2 separate regions of the Rattus norvegicus genome follow, and region 2 is linked to region 1. Evidence: chromatin contacts called from public Hi-C data. All regions are on one chromosome and are shown on one strand. Each heading gives the region's core, a stretch centred on a gene start, on an enhancer-like site or on the middle of the called end of the contact. The rest is flanking DNA. Distances are from core to core; before and after follow the strand shown. Region 1 holds the start of Gpr65 (G-protein coupled receptor 65). Region 2 holds the start of Spata7 (spermatogenesis associated 7).

The links. Hi-C and Micro-C count contacts between places; a contact is called where the count stands out from the background.
Region 2: a Hi-C map of liver shows a contact between it and region 1, with 2.4 times the contacts expected there. The contact joins the promoter of Spata7 here to the promoter of Gpr65 in region 1. A contact is called at or near these places in 3 of 12 Hi-C or Micro-C datasets (the A7r5 cell line, frontal cortex and liver).

Annotation. Positions count from the first base shown.
Region 1 is chr6:123,252,359-123,257,742 of GRCr8, forward strand. It overlaps Gpr65 (G-protein coupled receptor 65), which reads left to right and starts at 2,396. Exons shown (of 2, transcript NM_001106751.3): 1 at 2,396-2,442.
Region 2 is chr6:123,606,910-123,612,293 of GRCr8, forward strand. Spata7 (spermatogenesis associated 7) reads left to right here and starts at 2,705. Exons shown (of 12, transcript NM_138862.3): 1 at 2,705-2,807. The coding sequence starts at 2,789.

The sequences.
Region 1 (5,384 bases), core at 1,146-3,645:
TAATTAAAATTCGGTGCCAGTGCAGTTTTAACAAGAGGCAGAATCCATGAAAGTTGGTGTCTCCTTATGTGAGGTGAGCAAGTTTTGCTCACTAACTTTTTATTCCTTCTTTAAGCAGAAGCAAAAGTTTGTATCTGCCGTGTTCTCTAACTACATCCTCTTTTTTCAAATGTTTGAAGAGTAAAGGGCATAGAGATTCGATATGGATGTGAAAATACTCTTTCTCTACAAACAGAAGTATGGTCTCTTTGGGTAAAATTAGATCTTGTGCAAATTGTGAACTACCCATGAAATAGAAACAATAGTTAGGCAAATGTGCAAAACCAAGCAAAAAAGAGATATGGGGATTATAGTCATAAGTAGATCGAAATTATTATTTCATTTTGGCAAATTTTTAATCCCCTCGTTTCTGTATGTGTGTGTATGCGCTTGATGTGTGCAGATTCATATGTATGTGTTCATGTGTGCAGATGCGTGTGTCAGCCTGAGGGCCACCTTGGGACTTGTTCCTCAGGCTTCATCATTCTTTTCTTTTAAATTAAAGACAAGTCTTTCTCTAACCCAGAGTTTGCCTGCCTCTACCTTCCCAGTACTGAGATCACGATCACATGCCACCATACTTGCTTTGTTTGACATTGCCCCTGAGGCTCGGACTTAGATCTTCATGGTTGCAAGGGAAACACTGCATTAAGTGAACCCCCACACCCCAACGCTGAAGCTTTAGGTCATTACTGCTTTTACATTTTACCTTAATTTTCCATCATCTCAATGACAATATATCCTGAAGTTTTCAACTACTACATGTTATTTACACATTCTTACTTCACAAATTCATTATTGTTACAATTCTTTCTTGTTATTATTGTTTGTTTTTGAGACAGTATGTACACAGAGTATCCTGGAACTCACTGGGTAGACCAGGCTGGCCTTGAACTCAGCGATCCAACTGCCCCTGCCTCCCAGATACTGAGATTAAAGGTGTGCCCCACCACAGCCCAGCGTATTCTTATGATTCCTGAAGACATTCTAAGAAAATTTCAAAAGCCTTTGCATCTCCCTTATACACCTCACTTAACTGCAGGAAGAAATGTCTCAGCTATGGCATCGCTTTTTTTTTCAACTATAAACACAGACTTGGCATATCCTGAGTAGAGCCTAAAATTAAGTTAAAATTTTCCACTCTCGATTTCATACTTATAAAATAGCCTTGCCTTAATTTCTAATCAAAGTTTATTTGGATACAGTTTAAAGATGGTATCTCACTTTAGCTTTCTCAAAAGTAGAATGTTCTAAAAACTAATTTCACTTTGCATTAAACTACTTTACCTTGTTTAAAGTAGTTTTACCTTGTTAAAGTACAGCCATTAGTGTTTTAAAAGCATAATCTATAGCACTCCCGAACACATTTTCAAATTCCATGATTAGCTATTTGCCTGACCCAGTCCCATCAGCTGCTTTTAGCAATCACTGTTTCCTTTTCCCAGAGGATTACCAGAAGAGAAGATGATTCTGTAATCGAATACTATACATCTAATCCTATTAGTCCCCCAGGAGAGAAGTTCTCCCAGAGCTGTCTGTCTTGACCTGCTCAGATCCCCACATTAATCCCCAAACCCACTCTACCTCCTCTGCTTTATTCTCCATGAAACAACTCACCCCAAATCGGTCCACAGCGTCTTCTCCATCCTCACACCCAGATCACTCATCCTACCTCATTCATGCACATCTAGAAGTGTTTAAGCTTCTGTGGCATCCAGGGTGACAGCAAGTAGCCCTCTCTTACATGATGGTATGCTCATTCCCACGGAATAGTCAGAGCCTATGTAGATGCCCTCACAGTCGATCTAATAGGCAGGTGTAGTGACAGGATTAAGACATTAAGAAAAGCATCAAAATCAGAGGATGTAGAGATGAATCACCTGGGAAGAGTCCTTGATGTACAGTATGAGGACCTGAGCTGGGATCCTAGTGCCCAAATGTATGATCATAGCCCCAGCACAGTGGACAAGTAGAGACAGGAAGAGTTTGCTAGCTACCAGTCCAGTTCCGGCATCAGTAAGAGGCCCTATGAAAAGGCATAAGGCAGAGCAAGGTACACAGGACACTTTTCCTGGTTTCCAAAAGTGTGCACACATGCATACATCAGTCACACACATATGCATGAAAAAGGCATACAAGTATACATTTATAATTAAGACACAAAGAGAATGGATTATGAAAATCATAGGACAATACATGACCCAAACATCATTTCAAGTACAGAAGGATCCTTTTGTTTGAACTCAGATAAAGTAAGCCTTCTCATTAAAAGGCTGCTTCCTCATTGGCTTATGACAAAATACGAGCGCAATTTCCTGTCCCCACAACACTACTGGTTTCTCTTCTTGATACAAGCAGAGTTGCCACCCTCCTCAGACAAGAGAAGCATCACTCCAGAAACGGGTGAGTATGAGATTAAAAACTAGAACACGATTTCAAAGTAGATAGCGTACTTTTAGTATCTAGTGTACTTTTGGCAGAATGATCAAGAAGGTACTATGCATCTGCTTTGGGATTTGTGAGTGTAACAAGACCAAGCTTTGTGTGAGAGATGCGAATGAGGAAGACACATGGTTTCTTCTTCTTTGAGTAGTAGGACCAGGGATGTCAGAACTCAAACTTAGAAGTGGTTAGGTGATGATATGGGGTTAGCCAAGGGGACGCTGTGTGCCCAGCTCTCTCCTCAGGATGCAGTATTGGCAAACTGATGGTTTAGGAAGAATCTCTGCCAACCTGGGCAGGAGAGCTACCTGCTGTTACCTCCCCACCGGTGCAGGAGTCTGGGAATCGCTTTTACATTCATCAGAACTCGTGTGAGGTTAGAAAATTATGTTTCTGGTGTCATTTAGCATCCGCGGTAACTACTTGTTAATAAATAACAGTCATAGTAGCGGAGACTTGTGGAGACTCAAAAGGCAGCAAGCATGTTTTAGGTGAAAGTGTCTCTGTAATGCTGTGTGCAAGCAATTTGCCTTTAGCTATTGTCATCAATAATTTATATTACTTTTAGAGCCACACTATAGATTGCCTTTATTTTTTTTTTATAAAACTCAACCTTGGATCATTCATATTTTCAGTGAGGGTGGCAAAATTTCTCAAAATTTCACTAAAGCATCCTAAATAATATTTGGAAGGATACAGGAATAATGTGTTTTGTATATTTTTTTAAATGCATTTCCACCGACTCAACAAGAGCTATCTGACATGCTGGCTTGGTATCGCACTTGACGACAGTCAAGGATGACTTCCTTTTAGGAAATCTGTGGGGCGGTAGAAGGGAAAGCACTACATCGCTGACGTTAACATATGGTATAGACTTTCCCTGTGCTTGGCTCTGGGCCCCACAGGCCACCTCATCTAACTCTCAGAGCAACCCTGTGCCCTGAGCACTAACTTACATGAGAGGAAACAAACTTAGAAGAACCACAGATTCCCCCCAAGAACTTTGAGAACCTTTCCACAAGCGACCACAAGCACATATTATACTGCCTCTGTTGCTCAACAGACAAGATGCTATCTGGTTCATCAAGCCACCCTGGCTGGTGGCTGCTCTCGGCAAGGGAGGAAGTGCTAAAGAAATGTATTCCGTTCAGAACTGTAAAACCTCACTAAAATAATTCTCTCTGTCTTCGCTTTTGTAGAAACAAACATACACTCGCTTAATAACACAAAAAGGAAGACAGCAGTGCCTGCCCTTCCTTTCTTGGTCCTGTCTCAAGAGAGGAGACCTTTTTGACTTGGGTGTTTTCCCTCGGGTGCATGAGCCTACCCAAGGGTGTGATGCTGACATTCTTTAGAGCCCCCTCCTTAGCAGCTCACCCAGGTCCTTCCCTTCTTGTGGTTCAGATTATAGAGTTTCATTTTCTGTCTTCACCAAGAACCTTTAAAAAAGGTTTCTTCAAGAACCGAAGAGGCAATTTGCTGAGTGTTAGTCACCTGTAAATGCTAGGTTTCACTCTGTTTCTTGAAATCTGGTAATAGGATGACAGCCATTTTCTTGGTATACAGTAATGTGAATACTCTGTCATCTGGTTTCAGTGGTTGCCGTCGATAAGCCCCTTGTCAGTCAGAAATGTGCCTTTTGTACCTAATCCATCTTTCTTTCTCTGGCACTCCCCCACCCCCACCCCTACCCCCTTAGTTTCTGGTCTCTGCCTTTTGATCACAGTGTATCTAGCTACAGAACTTTCACTTTGTCACATCTGACACTAGGCTTCATAATGCAGGGGGATTCATGTCCCCCATAAGTTCTGGAAATCAGTCGGCCGTCGTATTTGTGCCCATTGCTTTTCACCGACCTTCCTGCCTTCCCTTACGGGACTCGAGTTACACGTGGACTTCACTGATCTTCCTTTCTCCCCTTGTGGGGCTCCAGTCACACGTGTGCTCATCTTCTTGGTTTACTCACTGTGTATCTTTCCTGTGTCTCTTTTTCCTTTACACAGATAACTTTTTTTTCTGATTTCTTTAGTTTCCTGTACTGCTTCTCTTCTGAGGAATTTTTACTATGACATTTTACTCAACAAAGTCTACACTAATTTTTAGAGAAATTTTTCAGTTTTGACATTCTCTCCTCACTCCTTGCTCTCCTTTTCCTGAGACATGCTCTCATTCCATAGCACAGGCTGCTTGTCAGTCCATGGTGCTTCCCTAAGCCATGGCTCCCCAGACACTGGGATTACAGGCAGCAGCTATCACACACAGCTAATTCTCTTTCTCTTCGTTGATCATGTGATCCCATCTTTATTTCTTTAAACTGATTAGATACACATGGTCTGTGTATCCCTTTATCTCTAAAGCTTTTGTGCACCTAGTTCTCTTAGAGTCCCCCACCTCCCCAAACACCCCCCATCTCGGGTATTTTTTTAAAAAATCTTTATTAAATGATTTTATTTATTTACATTCTGAAAGTTGCCCCCCCTTCCCGGTCCCTCCTCCCTTCGTTCTTCACTCCATCCTTCCTCCCACCTCTGAGAAAGTGCTTCCCCACCATCCACCCACCCGCACCTCACCCCCACCTCTTCCCTGGGCATCTAATTTCCACAGAATTAAGCTCATTCTCTCCCACTGAGGCTATACAAGTCAGTCCTCTGCTATTCCCATGCCTGGGGCCTGTGAACCAGCCTATGTATGCTCCTTGGTTTTTGGCTTAACCTCTGGGAGCTCTGAGGGGTCCAGGTTAGTTGACACTGTGGTTCTTCCTATGGGATCACATTCCCTTCAGCTCCTTCAATTCTTCCTCTAACTCTTCCATATCGGTCTCTGACCTCAATCCAATGGTTGACTGTAAGTGTCTGCATTTGCCTCAGTCAGTGGCTGGTAGAGCCTCTCCGAGGACAGCCATG
Region 2 (5,384 bases), core at 1,455-3,954, 350 kb after region 1:
ATTTTCTGCTTTCTGCATACTGTCCAATTCTGTCATTTAAAAGGGGGTTTACTTTTAACTGAGTATGTGTGGGTGTGCACACATCAGTGCAGGAGTCATTGGAGGCCAAAGGTACCAGATGCCTCGAGGCTGGAGTTAATTGTGAGCTACCCCAATGTGGTAGCTGGGGACGGAACTTGGGTTCTCTGCAAGAGCGGCAGATGTTCTCGACTCCTGGGCCACAGAGGAAGTTTCCCTTGGTCCCCTTACTCTGTACCATCCTAAATATTATTGGAGATATAGAATTATCATATTTCAAGTCCAATTTTCTCTCCTCCCTATGTCTTAAAGGAACAGTATTCCAGGCATTGTCACAACTGGGATTCTGGATTTTTTTTCTCCTTTCATTGTTATAAGATTTCTGATTTACTTTCCGTAAGCCTAATTCTCATATCTGTCTCTTCTGGAACAGAAGTCTTAGAAAAGAGAAACCTGACACCTGCACAATTCCACATTTTCTTGAACGGCCACTGTCAGTATCATAATATTAGTATCTGTACAATTTCCAGCCTCCCTTTCATTTACATAAACAGGAACCTGTGGCTCACCAGGCTTAAAATGTAATGCATGATCAAACTTGTAGTCTATCCTAGTTTCTATTGCTATGATAAAATGCTCTGGCCAAAAGCAACTTGGGGATAAAATGGTTAATTTGATCTTTCGATTTACAGTGCATTGTGGAAAGTCAGGACAGGGATTCAAGGCAGGAACCTAGAGGCTGACCATGGAAGAACACTACTTAACAGCTTGCTTAATTTGCTTTTCTATACCACCCAGAACCATCTTGAAAAAGTACTTTTATTCACCTGATGCAGTTGTAGTCTTGGAGGAAGCTCACCTGCTCTTTCTGAACTCTGGCTGACTGGTTTAATTCAATTGTTCTGGCTCAAACTCCTCTCCAAGCTGACTGATTCAATCTGGCTTCTCTCAGCTTCTTGCTGAATTGCCCTGCTTGGCCTCAAGCAAACTGGCAATTTGTTCTAATCTTCTGGCTCCTTCTTATTCTCTGGCTTCAGTTGCCTCTGCTGACCTGCACTGAACTGCATGAGCTCACGAACAAACTCAACTCCACTCACCATATTCACTGCATTGACCTCAACTGACTGACTGAATTCAACTGAACTGACTCACTGACCTACTCTTCCAAACATGCTCCTTCACTCTATAAACTTTACTTTCATTGCTTGGGATTAAAGGTGTGTCTGTATTCCAGTCAGAGTAGCCATGTTGCTGGATTAAACTGCCTAGAGATAGCACTGTCCACAGGGTTCTATAGAGGAGCAGAATCAATGGGGGTCGGGGTGGGGACGCGGAGAGCTTACTAAGTCAACTTACAAACAGTGAACACAGCAACACAGCTGAATTACAGCCGAAAACTCAGTAGTTTCTTCATCCCTGGTGCCTCAGAGTAACACCCCCGCCCCCACTCCCCATAGAGACCATCTCTCACTGGGGAAGCTGACATAGTTGCTCTGTCCACAAGGTTGGATGCTTCAGCTGTCTCCATCTGGTGCCAAAAACCTGAAAGAATCCTGGAGAGCTGCTGCTGGTGGTCCTTAGATCATGATAGAAAACTGAAAAAACTGCTTCTGGTGTGGAAGTATTCAACCACAGTAGCAGAAGAAATCAACTGGGCAACATAAGGAATGGACAAGCCAGCAAGAGGTGATCTATCTTTTTTTTCGGCCATGACCTTTCAAATCTGGACTGCTACTAGAAGATAACACCCTCAATCAGAGTGGGTCTTCCCAATCATTTAAGGCATTCAGGAAACCTATTCTGGAGGTCCTAACTTTCAATAAAGTGCCATAAATATCAACCATAATATATAGGTGCTCGAAGTTCGGCAAATCTGGTTCGGAATCCAGTATGCTTTTAGTGATTTCGCAGGTCCTCAGATGGGATGTAGTTTCCTCCCCCAGGCAACCTTTGGCAATACCTAGTGACCTTTTTGGTTGCCAGGAATTTGGTTGCAATCAATGGGTTGTGGTCTTCTAGTGGGCAGAGCCCAGGAATGCGGCTATATGCCACAAGGCTCATCCAGCCTAAAAGTTCAAGAATGGGTTGCTGAGAAACCTAGTGTGACAGAATGCTTTCTGCACTCCCTCTACCCCATTCTGATCTTATTCCCAAGGATTCATGATTAACTATTGGAAAAATAAACAACTCGCAGAGAGCCGCGGGTTCCATTTAAAATGAAACGATCTTTGTGGCTTTAAAATAAAGGGAGAGCGAGTGTAGGAGCTGAGGCACTCAGTAGGCAGAAAGGGAATTCAAACTAATTCTTACAAACTAAAACCGGGGCTGCAGGAGATAACATTCTGGTCAAGAGCGCTAGACAGACAGGCCTGGGGACCTGAGTTCGAATCCCAGGCACCCAAGTAAAACGTAGGTGTGGTAACGGAAATAGATGTGATTCATTTTCCTGACAGTTCACTCTGGATAACTGCCAGTCTCCCAGAGCAAGGGACTGGCACCCGGGGCCCTTCTGTCAGTCGCTAGCATCTTCTGTAGCCTGGAGCGCCTGGGAGCGCGGGCGGGGTGGGGCCTAGAGCACACGTCCCCATATTGTGACGTCATAATCTGCAGCCGCGGACCGGCCCCTAGCAACCGGCCTGGCGACGGTCACTGTGGCCCATTGCGCCCCCGCGGGCCAGGTCTTTCCAAGTTTCACCTCCGCTGCGGGGGGCCCGGCTTGGTCCCTGTAAGAACCAAGGGGACAACCGCGGAGGCCGCAGAAGGACTAGGCATGGATGGCAGCCGGAGAGGTAAGGGGCTGAGCGGGTCCGGGCAGCGCGGGTCCAGGCTGCGCCCTGGCCTTTGGGTTGCCTGCCAGCTCCTTCTCCAGTGTCGCGGGGTAATGGCTGGAGCTGGAAAGGCCGGGAACTCAAGGAGGCTCCGCATGCCCTGCTCATTGATCTACTGCCTGATCTTGAGTTTGTCACCCTGATACCCACCCCCTGACTGGGACCCTGCAGCCTGCGTCACCTAGTATTTCCTAGGCAGAATGCTAAGCCTAGTCTTTGAAGTCTTTGAGCCCCAGATCAGGCCGGCTGCTTTCACAGAAACAACCCTCAGTTTCCTCATCATGAACGTAGTGGGTAAATACCCACGCCACCGAGTTCTTGGAGATTAAGTGCAGATAATATGTAGCAAGCTCCTGGTGCATTTTAAGTACATGAAATCTCCCATTCCCTCCCTCCCACCAGAACTGACTCTCCCAGAGCTGGCTATAATTCAGTTGCTCCAAGATGGGAACTGGGATACCGTTTTTGTAATAAATTTCCAATGTGGCTGGTTTGCGGCTATGGTAGACTGAATATTTAATGGCAAAAGACTACCCATAATCACAGTGTACACCTTTTTTTTTTTTTTTTTTTTTTGTCTTGAGTCATATTCTGAGTCAACTGAAGTGGAGTGTTTGAAGTAGTTTGTGACCTCTACAAACTCTGCAGCCTAGTCGAAGTTGAAACTCCACAACTGAAGTATTCATTCTTAAGACTGAAATAGGCAACACAAGAGTGCACACACACACACACACACACACACACACACACACACACTCTCAGGACTGGTGTTGTCTAATTAAAGGGTACCTTTGAATCAATCTGCTAATGATTCCTCCTTGAATTAAGCCTTGCTTTCATTTTGCATGCACCTTTATTATACACTAATTGATCCAAATAAGTGTAGCGTTTAGTGTAGAAGGTCAGCAGGCAGGATATTCAGACGCTATCCCAACCTAAGCGCTAGAAAAATCACACCAAAATGTTGTTATGATCTTCAGAAATATTTACAGAACAAACTTTAAAACCTTTGCTGTCTTCCACCCATAACTCAACAACACACAAGTCCTGTTAAATGGGTATTATTCATATTTTGAAATAAATAAAACAAAAGATTATAAATAATTCCTCTGGTGTCACACACAGTTGGAGACAGAACAAGTTATGAACCCAGACTAAGGATATAAAACCCTCAAATTCTTTTACTTACATTTGTGTAGTAATAGACTTTGTGAGGTTTTGGTGTTTATTTTTAAATGAGGTGACAAATGTAAAAGGATTTGTACTTAGTAACTTACCCAGGTGGCTTCACTTTTAGCCCATAACATATAGTAATATCATTGTTGCTGGTATACATACTATATTTAATAGTATATCTGGGCTAGTTTTCATATACTATAAATTATAAGTAATTATAATTGTAGTTGATCATAAATTATAAATAACCATTAACTTAGGTGAAGCTTAAGTGCTTAATTTTAGTTTAAAGTAACCATCTTAGATTTTATTAGTTCCCTCAGCTATTTCAGAATATAAGATACTAAAGATACCCGAAAGAAAAGTTCCTCACTTGCTCACAGTAATCACATTCTTTTGTGGGGTCAACCTTCAAGGCTAGTGATACAACAGAGAGCCATGGGCCTGATAAACAACTGGTCTTGTTTCTAGTCCCTGATAGTAACTAATGAGACATTCTTCTACCAGTTACTTTATTTTGCCATGCCTTGGTTGTTGGAAAATGGGGAGCTAGACTTGGTCATGTGTAAGGCTTTGTTTCCCATGTCTAACAGGAGAAAGGAGAAAATTGAGAATATTGGTCCACATCCATTGTATATCAGCAACCTGTGCTGGAAAAACAAGAGGAGATAACCTGTTAGGACAGCCAACTGAAAAAAGCTTGGGAAAGTTTTTTTCTTTTTAATCTGTTGTTCCCTTGGAAATACCTTTAAAAGTGACCTATTTCTAAACTTGCAGAAATGTGATTGTTAGTAAAATCAAATCGTATAGGAAACCGAGCTGAAGAATTTTACTATCCTGCCAAGACCACATAATCTCATGCAGAAACTTTTAGTCTTAATTTAGAGAAGATTGTTCTTTTTCAGAGTATTTAGTTTGAGACTGCTTTCATATCATTCTGGGTCCAGTCAGGAAACTGTGCCTAGAGTTACTTAAGTGAGGAAAAAGGATGGTTAAACAGTCATGAAAGTACCTATAGGTAATAATCCCTAACATTTGCTTTGGCAAAGAAAGAGTCATATCAAGAAACAGAAAAAAAAAAAATACCCCATTCGAGGGAACAGTGGCTGAGAGAGGGCCTAGGTGAAATGAGTTGTCGCGCCTCCCTTCAGGCCTGTGAGTTTTAACATGACATTTATCTGCTAGGATGTTAGAAACCAGTGAGTGTACATCCTAATGAAAATAAATGGAAAGAAACAACCAAAACAGCTCCTTAGGGAATACAGTGTTCATGTTCTACACACTAGTTAAATTAACACTGAAACTCTGCTCCTTTTTAAAGATTATTACTGAACATACGATTAAATTGTGGAGAAAGGAATT